Regions from separate parts of the Macaca mulatta genome. Here region 1 is linked to region 2. The links are chromatin contacts, called in public Hi-C maps. All regions are on one chromosome and are shown on one strand. Each heading gives the region's core, a stretch centred on a gene start, on an enhancer-like site or on the middle of the called end of the contact. The rest is flanking DNA. Distances are from core to core; before and after follow the strand shown. Region 1 holds the start of ABHD11 (abhydrolase domain containing 11). Region 2 holds the start of DNAJC30 (DnaJ heat shock protein family (Hsp40) member C30).

What was found. Hi-C and Micro-C count contacts between places; a contact is called where the count stands out from the background.
Region 1: a Hi-C map of blood shows a contact between it and region 2, with 5 times the contacts expected there. The contact joins the promoter of ABHD11 here to the promoter of DNAJC30 in region 2. A contact is called at or near these places in 2 of 14 Hi-C or Micro-C datasets (CD4 T cells and blood).

The regions. Positions count from the first base shown.
Region 1 is chr3:51,230,783-51,235,867 of T2T-MMU8v2.0, reverse strand. ABHD11 (abhydrolase domain containing 11) reads left to right here and starts at 1,821. Exons shown (of 7, transcript XM_077996545.1): 1 at 1,821-1,905; 2 at 2,156-2,419; 3 at 3,084-3,219; 4 at 3,791-3,964; 5 at 4,135-4,305; 6 at 4,414-4,595; 7 at 4,833-5,085. The coding sequence starts at 2,175. The coding sequence ends at 4,965.
Region 2 is chr3:51,176,192-51,181,098 of T2T-MMU8v2.0, reverse strand. It overlaps DNAJC30 (DnaJ heat shock protein family (Hsp40) member C30), which reads left to right and starts at 2,970. Exons shown (of 1, transcript NM_001194544.3): 1 at 2,970-4,312. The coding sequence starts at 2,972. The coding sequence ends at 3,652. It overlaps BUD23 (BUD23 rRNA methyltransferase and ribosome maturation factor), which reads right to left and starts at 2,800. Exons shown (of 12, transcript NM_001266959.1): 1 at 2,728-2,800; 2 at 2,590-2,627. The coding sequence starts at 2,775. It overlaps LOC144339753 (a long non-coding RNA gene), which reads left to right. Exons shown (of 4, transcript XR_013415128.1): 4 at 2,099-2,651.

The DNA of each region.
Region 1 (5,085 bases), core at 572-3,071, 56 kb before region 2:
GGCAACAAGAGCGAAACTCCGTCTCAAATAATAATAATAATAATTAATTATTTAAAAAAGAGTTAGGACTCATCCTATGGGTCCTGGACCGCCCTAAGGAGGTGGGGGAGGGGCCAGTATAAGACTAGCTGGCCCAGGTGTCATCTCCAGGAGAGCCACTAACCCAGCCACCTGCAGAACTTTCACATAAGCATTTCCCAGCGCCCTGAAGCTCTCGATGACTATCACTACTTTGCACCAGATGAACAAGACATGGCTCCTGCTGTGGACGCACACAGGGAGGGCCGCCTCTATAATACTACACAGTAGCCTCTGAGAAATGCTTCGAGAACGTTCGATCAAAGAGATTAGTTTTAACTCAGAAAATCTGGGAAGGCTTGAGGAGGCAGCAGTTATACAAGGCCTTAAAAGGCCTATAGCTGGCCAGGTGCAGTGACTCAAGCCTGTAATCCCAGCTGGGAGGCCGAGACGGGTGGATCACGAGGTCAGGAGATCGAGACCATCCTGGCTAACACGATGAAACCCCGTCTCTACTAAAAATACAAAAAAATTAGCTGGGCGTGGTGGCGGGCACCTGTAGTCCCAGCTACTCAGGAGGCTGAGGCAGGAGAATGGCCTGAACCCGGGAGGCGGAGCTTGTAGTGAGCCGAGATCTGGCCACTATACTCCAGCCTGGGCGACAGAGCGAGACTCCATCTCAAAAAAACAAACAAACAAACAAACAAAAAAACAAAAACAAAAAAGCTTATAGCCGAGGCCAGGCATGGTGGCGCACACCTGTAGTTCCATCTGCTCAGGGGGCTGAGGCGGGAGGATCACTTGAGTCAAGGAGTTCCAGACCAGCCTGAAACTGTCCCCTTGCTATGCCTAGAACATAGCAAGACCCTATCTCTACAAAACAGAAAAAAATTAGCCAGACATGATGGTACACATCTGTGGTCCCAAGATATTCGGGAGGCTGAGGCAGGAAGATTGCTTGGGCCCGGGAGGAAGAGGTTGCAGTGAGCCATGATTGTGCCACTGTACTCCAGCCTGGGGTGACGCAGTGAAACCCTGTCTCAGAAAAAATAAAATAAAAGCCATATACCTGAGATGGGAGGGTTGCTTGAGGCCAGGAGCTGGAGACCAGCTTGAGCAAGGTAGCAAGACCCTTCTCTAAAAAAAATTTTGTTGGGCCAGGTGTGGTGGCTCATGCCTGTAATCTCAGCACTTTGAGCTCAAGAGTTCGAGACCAGCCTGGGCAACATAGCCAAGACCCTGGTTCTATTTAAAAAAAAATTTTTTTTTTTGAGATGGAGTCTCGCTCTGTTACAGAAGCTGGAATGCAGTGGCAAGATCTTGGCTCACTGCAACCTCCATCTCCCAAGTTCACAGGATTCTCCTGCCTTACCCTCCCAAGTAGCTGGAACTTACAGGGCCGTGCCACCAGGCCTGGCAATTTTTTTTTTTTTGAAACGGAGTCTGTCTCCATTCCCGAGGCTGGCGTGCAGTGGCGCAATTTCAGCCCACTGCAACCTCCGCCTCCTGAGTTCAAGCGATTCTCCTGCCACAGCCTCCCGAGTAGCTGAGATTACAGGCACCTGCCACCATGCCCAGCTAATTTATGTATTTTTAGTAGAGACGGGGTTTCGCCATGTTGGCCAGGGTGGTCTTGAACTCCTGGCCTCAGGTGATCCACCCGCCTCAGCCTCCCAAAGTGCTGGGATTACAGGCGTGAGCCACCACGCCCAGCCTAAAAAAAAATTTTTAACCATGATTCTGAAAGAAAGAAAAAAAAAAGTTAAAATTAGTCTGCGCCTGTAGTCCCAGATTCTCGGGAGGAAAAGGCGGGAGGATCGTTTGAGCCCAGGAGGTCGAGGCTGCAGTGAGCTACGGTCGTGTCACTGCACTCCGGCCTGGGCGAGGGTAAGACCCCCCACCAAAAAAAAAGTATAGGACTCGGGCAACTGGCTATCTGGAAGACAGACAGCACCCCAGCAGGAGGAGGTGGGGTATGGAGAAGACCTTGAAAGGCAGGGTGCCCGATAGGGGAGTATGAGAACGGAGAGTACGGGCGGAAAAGCAGGCGGGATCAGAGTGGGAGAGGCTCCCCCAAATGTAAAGGGGACAGAGGGGCTTGGGGGAGAGCTCTAGAGTGCCCCCGAGCTCCTTCTAGATCGACGACTCCAGAATGGATGGGTGCCTGTGCTCCGCCCAGCCTGCCCCGGCCCCCAGCAGTGGAGCACGGCGCCACCACACTGGCGCTCCGCCGCCCAGAGCCACACTGGCGCCACTCGCCCCCGCCGGCGGCACAGAAACGATGGCAGCCACCCAGGTCAGTGAGCGACGACAGGTGCGGGGCGGGAACCGAGGCCCAAGCTGCAGCACAGAACCGAGCACGCGCAGAGCGGCGCAGACCGAATTCCCAGACCTTAGGGCGGTAGGGTCCCGACTCCTCGCGCGGATTCTATGCTGGGCGGGGCTTCGCGAGGGGCGGGGCAAACGCCTTGGGTGGCCCTGCCTAGGGCGTGGCCAGGTGCGGCGCTCAGGGCGACCGGCGCAAGGCCTGCGGGGATTACGTAATGGCGTAAGGGGCCGGGATGGAGGCGGGGCCGGACCGTTCTCGGGGATTACGTAAGGAAACGTGACCGAGGGCGGAGAATCCGCGATGGGGGCGGGGAGAGGGCGTGGCTCAAGTCGGAACTGGGCGGGGCTCAAGACGGAACTGGGCGGGGCTCCGAGCGAGAGCGGAAGAAGGAGCGTGGGTAGGCCGTACCTTGCGAGGTGCGAGCCGGACAACGTGCTTGCAAGCATGCTCCGCTGTACCCGAGCCTGGAGGCTCCCCCTTGAGGGGCTCGGCCCGCACACTCCTAGCTTCGCGAGGGTGCCTGTCGCACCCAGCAGCAGCGGCGGCCGAGGAGAGGCCGAGCCGAGGTCAGTCAGGGGCACCGGGCGGGAGGCGCCCTGTCCTCCTTTTCCTGCCGGGCCCCGACGGCCCCATATCCTCCCCGTCGCCTCCCAGGCCTCTCCCCCAAAGCCCTTTCCCCTACCCCTTTCCCCGCCTCCACCGGTTCAGACCCTAACGCGGATCCTTCCCCTGCCAGGCCGCTTCCGCTTTCCTACAGCCTTCTGGACGGGGAGGCAGCCCTCCCGGCCGTCATTTTTCTGCACGGGCTCTTCGGCTGCAAAACTAACTTCAACTCCATCGCCAAGGCCTTCGCCCAGCAGACAGGACGTAGGGTGCGCTTCCGAGTGGGCGGGGCCTGGGAGGAGGCGGGGCTGGGGCGTCCCGCTTCTCGGGGTCCCGCTCCTCACGCTGAGTATGGACCCTGAACGGCAACCCCGTTTGTTCCCTCACGTTGCCGTCTTCATTAATTCATGTTGTAGATCTCAATCGGCGCTGGCCAATGACTAGGCGCCTGCACCCTTTCCATGAAGGGGCCTGCTTGTTTCCTAGGGATGACCTGGAGCTCACCACCTCTTATGGCAGCCCGTTCTTCTGTGCTCCTACTGTTGGAAATTCCTGGAGTCTCGTTCCTGGCATTCTCCGGGATTACCCCCCAGCCTGGCCAGCCCTTCAGAGACGTGGTCACAACCCTGGGGCCTGCTCTTCTCTGGCAGAGTGGCCCCAGGTTCTTCATCTGGGCCTTCTAGGTCTGGAAACTGGGCCCTCCCACCATCTGGGCCCTTCCCCTCTGCAGGGTGTATCCCCAGGCTCTCCACACCCTTGACCTGCTGTCCCTACAAGGCCTTTGGCTGTCTACCCTAGAATGGGGATACCAGCGCAGCTCTGTCTCACCCCACTCCCCAGGTGCTGACGGTGGATGCTCGTAACCACGGTAACAGCCCCCACAGCCCAGACATGAGCTACGAGATCATGAGCCAGGACCTGCAGGACCTCCTGCCCCAGCTGGACCTGGTGCCCTGTGTCGTCGTTGGCCACAGCATGGGAGGGAGGACAGCCATGCTGCTGGCACTACAGAGGGTGAGCCACCCCTGTCTGGGGCCTCCTCCCATTCAGTATATACCCTGAGTGCCCCGCAGGCAACCTGGGACTCAAATGATCCTTGGATGACCACATTCAGGCTCCAGGAGCCGTGCCTGAGACTCACTGTGTCTGCCTAAGACTGGTCCCAATTCTGTTCTCTCCCACAGCCAGAGCTGGTGGAACGTCTGATTGCTGTAGATATCAGCCCAGTGGAAGGCACAGGTTCCTCCCACTTTCCTGCCTATGTGGCAGCCATGAGGACCGTCAACATCCCAGATGGGCTGCCCCGCTCCCATGCCCGGAAACTGGCAGATGAACAGCTCAGTTCTGTCGTCCAGGTGATACACCCAAGCCCCCCGGATGCTATTGTAGACCGGGACCTGTCAAGGGAAGAGTGGTACCCCCAGTCCGCACAAGGAACCCCCCCAACTGCTGCACTTCCACAGAACCTGGCCGTACGGCAGTACCTGCTCACCAACCTGGTAGAGGTAGACGGGCGTCTCGCGTGGAGGTTGAACTTGGATGCCCTGGCCCAGCACCTAGACAAGCTCTTGACTTTCCCACAGAGGCAGGAGTCCTACCTCGGACCAACACTCTTTCTCCTCGGTGGAAACTCCCAATTCGTGCAGTAAGCCAGCTTGGGTAGTGGGAGGGGCATGCTTTACTCGCCCAGGCCCTAGCCTGGGGACCCTACCAGGGAAGGCCTTGGGTGTGGAAGGTGGGTGGCTGAGAGGCCAGAAATACCATTGGGCATGTGGACTTATGCAGCTCTCTCCGTTTCTCCCCACTCTGCTTACACTTGTCTCTTTCACTCCTCCTTATCCCACTTTCACCCATTTTCGACGGCCATCACTGCAATGCACAGTCCCAGCCACCACCCTGAGATTATACGGCTGTTCCCTCGGGCCCAGATACAGACGGTGCCGAACGCTGGCCACTGGATCCACGCTGAACGCCCACAGGACTTCATAGATGCCATCCGAGGCTTCTTGGTCTAAGAGTTGCTGGCAAGAAGGGGGCTGGGCGCAGTGGCTCATGCCTGTAATTCCAGCACTTTGGGAGGCTGAGGTGGGAGGATCACTTGACATCAGGAGTTCGAGAGTAGCCTGGCCAACATG
Region 2 (4,907 bases), core at 1,721-4,220:
TTATTTTGTGGTAACAAATTATCACTGTACCAGCTGCCAAGCAGATGTGTAAAAAGCAAATCACTTTCCTAATAATAAACAACCATTGGGATCTGCAACTCTATTAGGCTGGGCTGCTCTAGCATTTGTTGAAAACATTTTCTACAAGAATTATCCTCCATAGTTTCTCTCATCTAGAAGGATCAATAATGCACAAAAACCTACAGAAGCACAGTCCATGAGAAACACAACACAAGCCACGTATGGCCTCCCAATAGCCAGTCAAAAAGAAACTTAAACTGGTGAAAGAAACTGGAGTCATATTTTTAACCCCATACATTTGATAATGTATTTTCTTTTTTTTTTTTTTTTTTTTTGAGACGGAGTCTCGCTCTGTCACCCAGGCTGGAGTGCAGTGGCCGGATCTCAGCTCACTGCAAGCTCCGCCTCCCGGGTTTACGCCATTCTCCTGCCTCAGCCTCCCGAGTAGCTGGGACTACAGGCGCCCGCCACCTCGCCCGGCTAGTTTTTTGTATTTTTTAGTAGAGACGGGGTTTCACCGTGTTATCCAGGACGGTCTCGATCTCCGGACCTCGTGATCCGCCCGTCTGGGCCTCCCTAAGTGCTGGGATTACAGGCTTGAGCCACCGCGCCCGGCCGATAATGTATTTTCTTTAACCCAATATGTTCAAAGTACCACTTCAACATATAATCGACATAAAAAGTCAGCAGTAAGGACCGGGCCTGGTGGCTCACGCCTATAATCCCAGTACTTTGGCAGGTCAAGGCAGACGGATCCCGTGAGCAACTTACCAGATCCTTGGGCAACGCAGCAAAACCCCCTCTACACAAAAAAATTACACCAACTAGCCGGGCGTGAAGTGGTGCGCCTGTAGTTCCCAACTACAGGCGAGGTTGCAGCCACTGCAGCACTTCAGCCTGGGCGACAGAATGAGACCCTGTCTCACACACACACAAAAATATCAAGCTATTTCAGCCAGCGTGGTGGCGAGTGCCTCTAGTTCCGGCTACTGGGGAGGATGGCTTGAGGCTGCAGTCGGCAGGGATCATGCCATGGTACTCCTGCCTGGGCAACAGACAGACCCTGTCCGTAAAAAAAGAAACGGTATCCAATAGCTATTTATTGATTGACTGAGTCAGGGTCTCACTCTGTCGCCAAGGCTGGAGTACAGTGGTGCGATTGCAGCTCACTGCAACCTCTACCTCTCAGGTTCAAGAGATTCTCCTGCCTCAGCCTCCCATAGGCTGGCTAATTTTTGTATTTTCAGTAGAGATGGGATTTCACCACGTTGGCCAGGTTGGTCTCGGAATTCCCTACCTCAGGTCACCATCCGCCTCGGCCTCCCAAAGGGCTGGGATTACTGGCATGAGACCCCACGCCCAGCCAATAGCCATTTACTTAAATAGGACTAGTCTCTCAGTGAAAAAGCATGGAAAAACCACAAAATACCTTTTTTTTTTTTTTTTTTTTGAGACAAAGTCTTTCTCTGTCGCCCAGGCTGGAGTGCAGTGCCATGATGCCGGCTCACTGCAACCTCCCCGTTCCGGGTTCGAGCGAATTCTCCTGCCTCAGCCTCCCGACTAGCTGGGATTACAGAAGTCCGCCATCGCGCCCGACTAATTTTGTGTTTTTAGTAGAGCTGGGGTTTCGCCATGTTGGCCAGGCTGGTCTCGAACTCCTGACCTCAGGTGATCCGCCCGCCTCGGCCTCCCAAAGTGTTGGGATTACAGGCGTGAGCCACTGCGCCCGCCTCCGCCCCCATCTCTTTTTTTTTCTTCTTTTTTTTTTTAAAAACGAGGTGCGGTGGCTCACGCCTGCAATCCCAACAGTTCAGGAGACAAAGGCGGGAGGATCACTTGAGCCCTGGGATTGGACCACGTTGGGCAACACGGCGAGACCCCGTCGCTACAAAAAATTAAAAAAATACGCCACGCGCGGTGGCGCGCGCCTGTGGTCCCAGCTACTGGAGAGGCCGAGGGGAGCCACCACGCCCGCCTAATTTTTTTATTTCTGGGGAGAGACGGGGGCTCGCGACGTTGCCCAGGCTGGTCTCGAACTCTCAAGCTCAAGCGATCCTCCCACCTCAGCCTCCCAAAGCGCTGGGACTGCTGAGATTACAGGCGTGAGCCATCCCCACCTGGCCACAACTCTGTAGTTCGTACAAACCACCCTCTATGAAATTCAGACAATAACACACCAACGGCTGTCGCGAACATTTATTGGCAAACAAGGCGCCACGATAAGCATCCTACGGATACCAATTACTTCCTTCCCCCGACCAAGACTGACCCCAAGCCCGTACCCACCGCCCAGCGCCTCTTTTACCACATGCTTACGACAAGTTGTCACACTCGACTTTAAAAACCACCCACGGAAAAGCAAGCGCGATCACCCCTACCTCAACGCTGAGATACCGAGGCCCAGAGAGATCGGCAAAGTTGATTTACCAGAGACAGAAAAGGCACCCACCCGGGTCCTTCCCTCCCCGCACCCCCAAATTCCACGAGCTTTCTGGGTAACGCCAGCAACCGGGACAACTTGCCGCTTCCCGACCCCCGGACACCGCGCAGCACTCGGGCTCCACTCACTTGCGAACGTATTTCCGGGCTTCTTTCTCATCATAAAACTGCAAAAAAAAAAGAAAAAGAAATGGCAGGTAGTGGAGGAATTCAGACGCGGCGGCCGTAGAAGTGGGAAGAGGGGTGCCCGCGGGCCCCGGAACTTACCAGCTCCGGTGGTCCACCGTGCTCCGGACGCCGGCCGCGAGACGCCATACTCACGCCTCAGCAGCACGCCTGCGAGTGGCGTTTCCCGGAACCCGGTTTTTATGTCATCAGCCCGGCGACCACTTGGTAATACGCATGCTCCACCCCTCCTCGCCCGCCCCCCTTACGTGATTGGCTACAGGGCGACCAACCGGCGCCTCTCATTGGCCAGTTTCTCTTGCACCGCCCGCCTAATCAATTCAAGATGGCAGCCATGCGCAGGGGATGGTGGTCGCGGCTGTTACCGTGGAGGTTGCTGCAAGCCCGTGGCTTTCCACTAAATTCTACACCCGGCCTGGGCCTGGGAGCGAGGACTTATTCTCAGGGCGACTGCTCGTACTCGCGCACGGCGCTCTATGATCTGCTCGGCGTCCCCTCCACAGCCACGCAGGCCCAAATCAAGGCGGCTTACTACCGTCAGTGCTTTCTCTACCACCCGGACCGCAACTCTGGGAGCGCGGAGGCTGCCGAGCGCTTCACGCGCATCTCCCAGGCGTACGTGGTGCTGGGCAGTGCCACCCTCCGTCGTAAGTATGATCGCGGCCTCCTCAGCGACGAGGACCTGCGCGGACCCGGCGTCCGGCCCTCCAGGACGCCCGCACCCGACCCCGGCTCGCCGCGTCCCCCGCCGCCCACTTCTCGGACCTACTACGGTTCTCGGGCCGCCCCCGGCGCCAACCGCACGATGTTCAACTTTGACGCATTCTACCAGGCCCACTACGGGGAACAACTGGAGCGGGAACGGCGCCTGAGGGCCCGGCGGGAGGCCCTTCGCAAAAGGCAGGAGAATGCGTCCCTGAAAGGCCTCCGCTGGGAGGAGACCCGAGACGTGGCTGCCATTTTCCTCGTCTTCTCAATCTTCATCATCATCGGCTTTTATATTTAATCGGAGAGAGGAGGGAAGGGGAGTGTCCCCAGCCAACCCCCCAAAAACGGCCTTTTTTCCTGCCTCTGAACCCTTGGCCATTGATAGTCTAACCTCTGCTGAGATCCGAAGGAACTGTACTCCCCCTGCCCTCCCCGACCCGCCCAGCTTAGCCGATGACCTGCACATCCCTTCACTATGGTCCAGAAAAGGAGGTCTCTCGACGTTTAAGAAAAAGGCCCCACGCTGAAGAGTCCCGAAAGCCCAGGAGTTAAGGGGTTCCTGGAGTCTCTAGGGTACTTCTTCCAGAGTTTGTCTTCCTGCTTCCAGATGTAGTCAACTTCTGGAACACTCGCTGTAGCTTTATTGTAAAGCTCCGAGCAAGATTTATCTGCTCCTGCCCCGCGTGTGTACGGTGGGCCTCCTCTGTAACCTTGAAATGTGCAATGTGACCAATTGTTGGCTGCCAAAAGAAAAGGTCCGGGGTTATACGAAACTTGTCTTTCTGTGAGTTCCCCAAGCCGCAGGTGAGACCTGGTACAGGTTAAGAATGGGATCAGTGGAGAGCCTGCCATTCCTTCAGCTAAGGTCAGGCCCCTGGGGCGCTCCCCCTTCTGTTGATAGCATGTGGGAGTGAGAAAACAAAGTCATTGAGCGTAAGGAATGAGTGTTCCTGTGCCCGTATTTAATGTGTGACCTTGGAGAAGTTACTCTGTGGGCATGACAGCAGAGGAGAAAATCATTTGGCATCTTAAGGTCTGTCATGCTTTATTATCCATAGTTTTTGGGGTTTGTTTTGTTTTGTTTTGTTTTGTTTCTGAGGTGGAGTCTTGCGCTCTGTTGCCTAGGCTAGAGTGAAGTGGTGCGATCTTAACTCACTGCAACCTCCACCTCCCAGGTTCAAGCGATTGTCCTGCCTCAGCCTCCTGACTGTGTAGCTGGGATTACAGGCTCCCGCCACCACACCTGGTTAGTTTTTTGTTATTTTTAGTAGATACGGGTTTCACCATCTTGGCCAGACTGGTCTCGAACTGCTGACCTCAGGCTGTCTACCCGCCCAGCCTCCCAGAGTGCTGGGATTGCAGGCATGAGCCACCGCGCCTGGCCTATTAGCCATAGTTCTAATCCACAGGGATTACAGCATGATGCTAGCAGGGCCAGGTTCATCCTTGGGACAGTGTGGCTGTCACCTGGCTCTCCCTTTACCAGCCAGCCCCATTGCGCACTGTGCAGCCCCTCCCCTCCCAGAAACAGAGTGACAAACTCCGCGCTTGAG